Linked DNA regions of Mus musculus: region 2 is linked to region 1. The links are chromatin contacts, called in public Hi-C maps. All regions are on one chromosome and are shown on one strand. Each heading gives the region's core, a stretch centred on a gene start, on an enhancer-like site or on the middle of the called end of the contact. The rest is flanking DNA. Distances are from core to core; before and after follow the strand shown. Region 1 overlaps Grip2 (glutamate receptor interacting protein 2). Region 2 has its middle 26 kb from the start of Ccdc174.

The links. A called contact is a pair of places that touch in the nucleus more often than the background predicts.
Region 2: a contact with region 1 is called in a Hi-C map of stem cell-derived cardiac mesoderm, with 5 times the contacts expected there. The contact joins two enhancer-like sites. A contact is called at or near these places in 5 of 15 datasets of contacts at CTCF or cohesin (the NIH/3T3 cell line, embryonic stem cells, hippocampal excitatory neurons and 2 more), 145 of 484 Hi-C or Micro-C datasets (the AML12 cell line, the AtT-20 cell line, B cells and 75 more), 24 of 115 datasets of contacts at active chromatin or transcription factors (PVALB interneurons, SST interneurons, Th17 cells and 14 more) and 2 of 9 other capture datasets (embryonic stem cells and embryonic tail).

Annotation. Positions count from the first base shown.
Region 1 is chr6:91,773,402-91,776,681 of GRCm38.p6, forward strand. Grip2 (glutamate receptor interacting protein 2) reads right to left here. Exons shown (of 24, transcript NM_001159507.1): 18 at 1,944-2,083; 19 at 1,281-1,460; 20 at 392-560. Among named protein-coding and RNA genes, the nearest start is that of Grip2, 32 kb to the right of the region's middle. Within about 2 kb of position 1,435, at least 2 of the 459 cell types and tissues checked have an H3K27ac peak or open chromatin away from gene starts, as enhancers often do. A contact at or near this core is called in stem cell-derived cardiac mesoderm, where this site is marked.
Region 2 is chr6:91,850,577-91,854,197 of GRCm38.p6, forward strand. It overlaps a transcript of Ccdc174 not described here. Among named protein-coding and RNA genes, the nearest start is that of Ccdc174, 26 kb to the right of the region's middle. Within about 2 kb of position 2,170, at least 39 of the 459 cell types and tissues checked have an H3K27ac peak or open chromatin away from gene starts, as enhancers often do. A contact at or near this core is called in stem cell-derived cardiac mesoderm, where this site is marked.

The DNA of each region.
Region 1 (3,280 bases), core at 185-2,684:
TTGTGGGGACCCACTCTGTGGAAGCTAGCTGCTATATGAGCCCAGCTACATACATGCAACATGCATAACCCTGGGCTGGTGGTTGTGAACTGGGAGTCATGCTTCATGTAACCTGATCTGAGGAGGGGTCTGGGTTCAAATTCTGAGTCTGGTGTTGTATTTCTGAAGACAGCTATTCATAAAGCCAGGATGAACAAGTCGGGTTGCTGCCCAGCTAGAACATGTCTGCTGCTATCCTTCCACAGTGCATTCTTTCCAGACACACTCAGCCCAGATCCGTCCCCCAGGCCAGGAACGCTCTTCTGTCCTCCTAACTCCCCCCTCCTGGTGTTGCTACCTTCTGGCTACCCCTCCCACCCCCATCAGCCCCACAAGTGTTCCCACCACAGACCTCATTGGTGGCTCCCAGTCCCCCTCTTCCTCTGGGAAGCTTTCGTCAGAGGGACCCGGTGTGTAGCTCGTCCTCCGGGGCTCAAGGGGTGGGGGGCTACTCTTCAGTCTGCTAGGACGCCACTCCTGGGGAGTCACACTCCGGACTGCCACCTGCGGAGTGTAGGAGCCTGGCGGATGGAGAGAGGGACGTGGACCTTCTCTGTCCTTGTCTTGCCCTCCCTCATTCCCAGCAACTGGATGCCAGTGGGCATATCTGTGCTTTTTCTGGGGACAAAGTGACCACTGAGTCCCAGGAGTCCCTGTAACCCTAGCAAGCCCCTAGGAACATCCATCAGTCAACAGTGAGGTTCCAGGACCACGGTCAGTTCCACAGGCAGGCCTGCTAAAGGGCCTCTTTTCTGACTGGACCCAGATCTACCTGAGGAGTCCCAGGATGAGTCCGAAGATACTGCCTGGAGCTTGGGAGAGAGAGAGCCAAAGCCCCTAACTGTGAACCAGTGTGGCGATCCACCAAGAACCCATGGAGGCTTCTAAGTTAACTCCCTGAGCCTCAACCACAAGCCAGAGGGCAGCATCAGTGGGCCTTAGCCACATGGGCAAGGCAGTCGTGGTCTGCCTTATCTTCATCTGGGTGCAACAAATATGTCTTAAGACCCACTGTGTGCAAGGCATGGGGATAAGGAGAGAGACAGCAGAAGTAAGAGCAGTTCTGTCCCCAGTTCATGAGAGGAAAGACAGGACTGGGGGGACAGGTGAAGGACAGGGTTAGTCAGGATGCCCTGAGGAACCCTCTCAGAAGGAAAAGGCTAACGGGGAGAGGAGGTCCCAGGAAGAGCAGGCAGTAGCATCATCTTCACAAAAGCTGTCCAAGGTCCCTGCTTTGTTACCTGTGCCCCCAAAGCCACCATCTGTGGCAGAGCTGCCCCAGGACTCCACAGCACTGTCCACGCTGGGTACAGCAGGTGAGAAGCGCGTTGCCAGCAAGCCTCCCTTGAGGGCCTCAGGGGGGTCCTCATCCACATCACTGGCCTCACTGAGGCTGCCTGACTGGCGGGGGAGGAGGGGACCTGGGAAGAGAAGGGGTATCACCTGTGACCTCAGAGACACAGAGTTCCTGTGAGCCCGACTTTCCCCCACGTCTGTGAGCTTCCAGGTGCTTGACAATCTGGCTGCTGCCATGCGCGTGGGACATACAAGTAAGTAAATCCCACAGGTGGGAAAACTGAGGCTTGTGAGGCTTATCAATAGGCCATATGGTGAAGAGCAAGGAAGCCCAGATTAAAACAAGGCCCCCAAGACTCAGGTAAACTGTAGCACATACAGGGCACAGGGACATGCAGGAACCCGAAGAGACAGGGACTGATGAGAAACATGGTTTGGACCCAGAATGTACCCGATACTGCACTGTGCCACCAAGGTACAACTCTCCTCTCTCTAAGCCTCCTCCTCAGCTGGTCCAGGGACCCCCACCCCATTGGTAGCACACAGCCTGACCCACGACTGCCCTTCCTCTGTAGGCCAGGAAGACCCCAGGAAGGGGCAAGGCTCACGGTCTAGCTGCTTCTTGATCTTCAGTGTGACCGTCTCCCCGGCCACCTGCAGAAGGTGGATGGCCTCACTCAGGGGCCGGCCCTTGAGGCTCACGCTGTTGATGGCCAGTATCCGGTCCCCGACATGGATGGCACCAGTCCTGAGGAGTGGCCAGAGAGCACAAATGAGACCCAGATGCTCAGGGCCGCAGAGGTTGTGGGTCTTGCCTTTCAATACCCTGCAGAGGCCCCAAGGCATGGGCCAGGCTGGCTCCAGCTGTGCAGTAGGAGAAAGCAAAGTCAGGCATAGTGGGTTCGCTCTGGTATTCCCAGTGTTCCAGAGACCGGGGGTTGGGGGGGGGGGACAGCAGATCATAAGGTCCTGTCTCAGAGAGGTGGGAGGAGAAGGAACCAGGGAGGGAGGAGAGAGAAAGAGAGGTGAGGGATCCATGCCAGTCTCAGAACTTTAATGTCTCCTCGGGATTCTGTGCTTTATACCTCTGCTGATTCAACTCAGGGCCACCTTCTTCCTCCTTGTTTGTTCTGAGACAGCACTTGCTATGTAACACAGGCTGGAGCTCTCTAAGATCGTCACTGTTGAGGCCTCTCAAAAAAACTGAAAAGAGATGCCTAAGATGGTGGCATACACCTTGAATCCCAGCACTTGGGTGGCAGAGGCAGGCAGATTTCTTTGAGTTTAAGCTCAGCCTGGTCTACCTAGCGGGTGTCAGGACAACCACTCTTAGTCATGTACTCGGAAAGAAAAGGGAAATTTGAAGGAAAATAGATGGAAGTAATCAAGTTGAACCAAATAAGCCAGACTCAGACAAATCACTTTCTCTCTTATGTGGAAGCTAGATTTAAAATTATATATAGGGAGGGGTTACAAAGATGATAAGATAAAGATCAGATTTAAGGGATCAGGGAAACAGAAAAATATAGGCTAATGGATGGATACTTGAGACCTGAACAGGAGTGGGGATATTTAAGGGAAGGAAAGGGAGTCAGAAAAAGGGGGGAGGGGCGATGGACAGGGGGTGGCCGTGGAGTCGGGAGAGAAGGAACCAAGTGTAACGGTGGCATATACATATGAAAACGTTATCACGAAAACCATTACTTTGCCTGTTAACTTTAGAACATGCATACTGATTACATGTTATAATGCATATATATCTAAGAGTCATTTATTCTCAGCTAGCTTTTTGAATGTGGCTGATAGAAAGCCGGTTTGGAGGGCGAGTATGACCGCACTGCAGTCGTTCTGGGCCATGCTGCCCTGCCAGGAAGGCTGTGAAGAACCTCCGACCACAGCAGCCCTCTGGAACCAGCATGGCCCACGAGGCCCCTGCATTCTCTCT
Region 2 (3,621 bases), core at 920-3,419, 78 kb after region 1:
TGGGTTCCATTCTCAGGACCCACATGGCAGCTCACAACCATCTGAAACTCCAGTTGCAGGGGGGATCTGATGCCCTCTCCTGAACTTCTCTGGCGTTACATGCATGTGGTACATAGATATACATGCAGGAAAAACACTCGTGCACATACAAATAAACAAAATTTAAAAAAGAGAGAGACAAATTTTTGAAACAAATAGAGGAACAAATTTAACAATTCAGTTGTACAGCGAGGTGTCTATAAATAACAATGAACTGTATATTTGAAAAACCATGTCAAGCATGGTACACACCTTTAATCCCAGAACTGAGGAGGCAGAGGCAGGCGGATCACTCTGAGTTTGAGGTCAGCCTGGTCTACATAGCAAGTTCGAGGCCAGCCAGGGATACACAGGAAGACTCAAAACATTCAAACATTTTTGAATATCTTCTGGGATTCAAATTCATGATAGCAATGGGAAAAGTTTAAATGAAATGAAAGTAGTCTAAGACCTGGCATTTTTCAAAATAGGAAGTATAAATTTGCACTCGATTCTAATGAATCAAAGGGAGACTGTAATATTAAGCTAACAACTAAGGCAGTAAAGGATTTTTCATTGATATCCTAACCCAGGACGTATGAAGCAGTAACATATACTTCTCAGTTCCTCTCAGATAAGGAAAGAAAAGAGAGGAAGCAAACAAAATAGTTAGGACTGACAAACATTAGAGAGGTAAGGATAAGGTGAAATTAATTCATTGAATATTTTGTAAGTACTTAGAGCAAGGAGTGGGCTCCGCAATTAAGGCAGAGTCGCTTCTGCCATTTGAAATAGAATGTAAAGACAAGAGAGGAATTCAGGAGATGGCCCAATGGACAGAGCTTGCTATGTGAGCTTAAGGACCTGATGATGTGGGATCCCCACATGCACCTGTAACCCCACCTCTGGAGGGGCTGAGACAGCCATTTCCCTAGCCTGGACTAGTGAGCTCCAGGTTCAAAGAGAGACCCTGTCTCAAAACAATAAGGTGGAGAGGAACTGAGGAAGACATTCTAGTGGTAACCCCTGGCCTCCACATGAACCTGCATGGGCAGGCAGACATGCACACACATGTACACACACCAAACACATACAAAACATGGAGAGAGACAGAGACAGACAGAGATGCAGGTCCATAGGGAACACAGACTACCGGGTAGGCAGGGGAACACTGAAGAATGTGATTAAACAACATATTTATGTTTGCAATTGTGAAGGAAAAGAATGATGGAGACCCTTGGATCACCAAGCTCCCAAATCATAAAAGCATCTATTTAAGAGACCTGGGTTCATCCGGTCAATCCTGTCATTTTGTAGGCCAATAGACTGATGTGTAAGCAAAAAGATAAACTTCAAACATAAGCATGTATTCATGATTTTCACATTGCCATGACAAAGCGCTCAAGAAGGAAGGGCTTCCATTAGCTCGCAGTCTGGGGTGAAGCTGGGAAGATGTGTGAACAGGAACGTCAAGGGCTGCTCACACTCACCCACAGTCAAGAGCACCGAGAGATGCACACTTGTGCTCGGCTCCCTTCCTGCCTTTTGATTCAGTCCAGGATCCCATGGGATGGTGCCACTCACATTCAGGGTGGGGGGGTGTCCCCACCTCAGGCAAACCAATCTGGAAACACCCTCACAGATGCAGCCAGAGGCATGTATCCCTAGTAACTCTACATCCAGTCAGATTGACAAGCGAAGATTAACCAATCACAGGGGGAAGGCTTGATGGCTGCCATCATCAGCCTGGTCTGGTGGCGCACACCTGTAAACCCAGAAATTGGGAGGTAGAAGCAAGAGACAAAGGTCATTCTCCACTACATATTGATTCCCCCCCCTCCCAGGCTAGCCTGGGCTATGTAAGACCCTGTCTCAAAAGATCAAAAACAAAACAGAACAGTGCGCCCAGCTGGGAACCAAGTGTTCCAACACATGAACCTTTGAGGAAAACGTCACACTTAAAAAACATAACAGACTGTAACACAATTAATGTGGGGTGTGGAGCCCTCATTCTGTGGCCTTTGGGAGGTTAGATCGGAAGCAGAAGCACTAGAAGCAAGGGACCAATCAGGAGCCAGTGCAATGCCTTGGAGATGACTAGAGAGAAGCTGACCTCCAGGAGAGACAGGCTTTGATGAGAGCACATGCTTTGTGTAGTGTAACAAACAGCTCCCCCTGCCTACACAGCATGGTAGTTACAGGGCAGAAAAGACAAGAGGGCTGAAAGGATGGGGGTTTATTTGTTTGCTTGCTTGCTTGGTCGTTTTGTTTTGGCCTCTAGCTGGGCATTGCTAGCTGTAGTTAAGGAAATGCAGTGAGTTGTGACTTAAAGAATGTCAGCTGATAGATAAGTGTCTCTTGTAGTCAGTCATTATAAAGGAATTGGTACGGTGGGGGAAGGCAAGAGTCTAGGAAAAAACAAACCCCAGCAGTCAGGAGGCAGAAGGCAGGTGGATATCTGTGAGTTTGAGGTCAGTCTGGTCTACATAGCAAGTTCCAAGACAGCCAGGCCCACAGTAAGACCTTGTCTCAAACCCCCACCCCCCCCCCAAAAAAAAAACAGAAAACAAAACAAAACAAAACAAACAAACAAACAAACAAACAAAAAATACACTACCACCACCAACAACAAAACCCACAAAGAAAATAATAACAAACACCATGTTGCTTTATTTCTGGAAACCAAATTTCTTTTATTTGGGGAGATTCCTCATTGTTTAGCCAAAATGAAAGTGCTTTATAAAACAGTATGTTAACATGTCTAACAGTGGAGATAGCTGGCTGTTGTAGCAAATATAATAAATAGCTGGACAGCAACAGAAGTTGGTTTCTACTTACATGGAGTGTAAAACCCTCTCTGAGCAGCCACTCAGGGCCCAACCCTCTTCCAGGCTATGGCTACCATTTTAACATACCTGCATATGTCTAGCTGATGGGGGGAGGGGATACAGGAGATAGGATTGCGTTGAGAGTATTTATGGTCCTGGACGGTCTGGAAAAAGTGAAGATAACCTAAAAGATGGGTGCTTATAAGTCCCATTGCCTTAGACCAGCTGCTCTTGGGGCCAAGCTTCAGGGACCCCCTGTAAGTGCTTAAAAAGGAGAGTGCTCTGAGTGAAAGAGGTCCGGCTAGAATGCAGCCTCTGCCCAGCTGGTCTTTGCAGCAGCTCCTTTCCTGGGCACCCTACTGATGCACGTTTGATGAGTCCCTACTTAGTAGACTGCCTGGTGCCAGGATCTCTTACCTGGGAAATGCATTTACAACAAAGCCATACTTGCTGCTTCCCAACACCTCCCCTGCCTTCCTGGGAGTTAGAGAGCCTACAGTGAAACCTTCTTGTCTCCCAGAGAGTGTAAGAAGGGTTCTGTTTCTACCACACAGGCTCTGATTTCTCTCTTTAGATCCCATGATGCTGTCTGTCACTGATGCTGGGGCCTGGACTGTCCTTGGGGCTCCTGCCATGCTTTTGCTCCTCTGTCTATCTGCTTATTAATAATTGTTGTAATAACTCCCCAGCAATCTGCCCCAGTGTCCTCTGGCACCCACAGCCCCAATCCAAGGCACAACAGGGGAAACCAAAAGAGAAACAGAATTGAGCCATC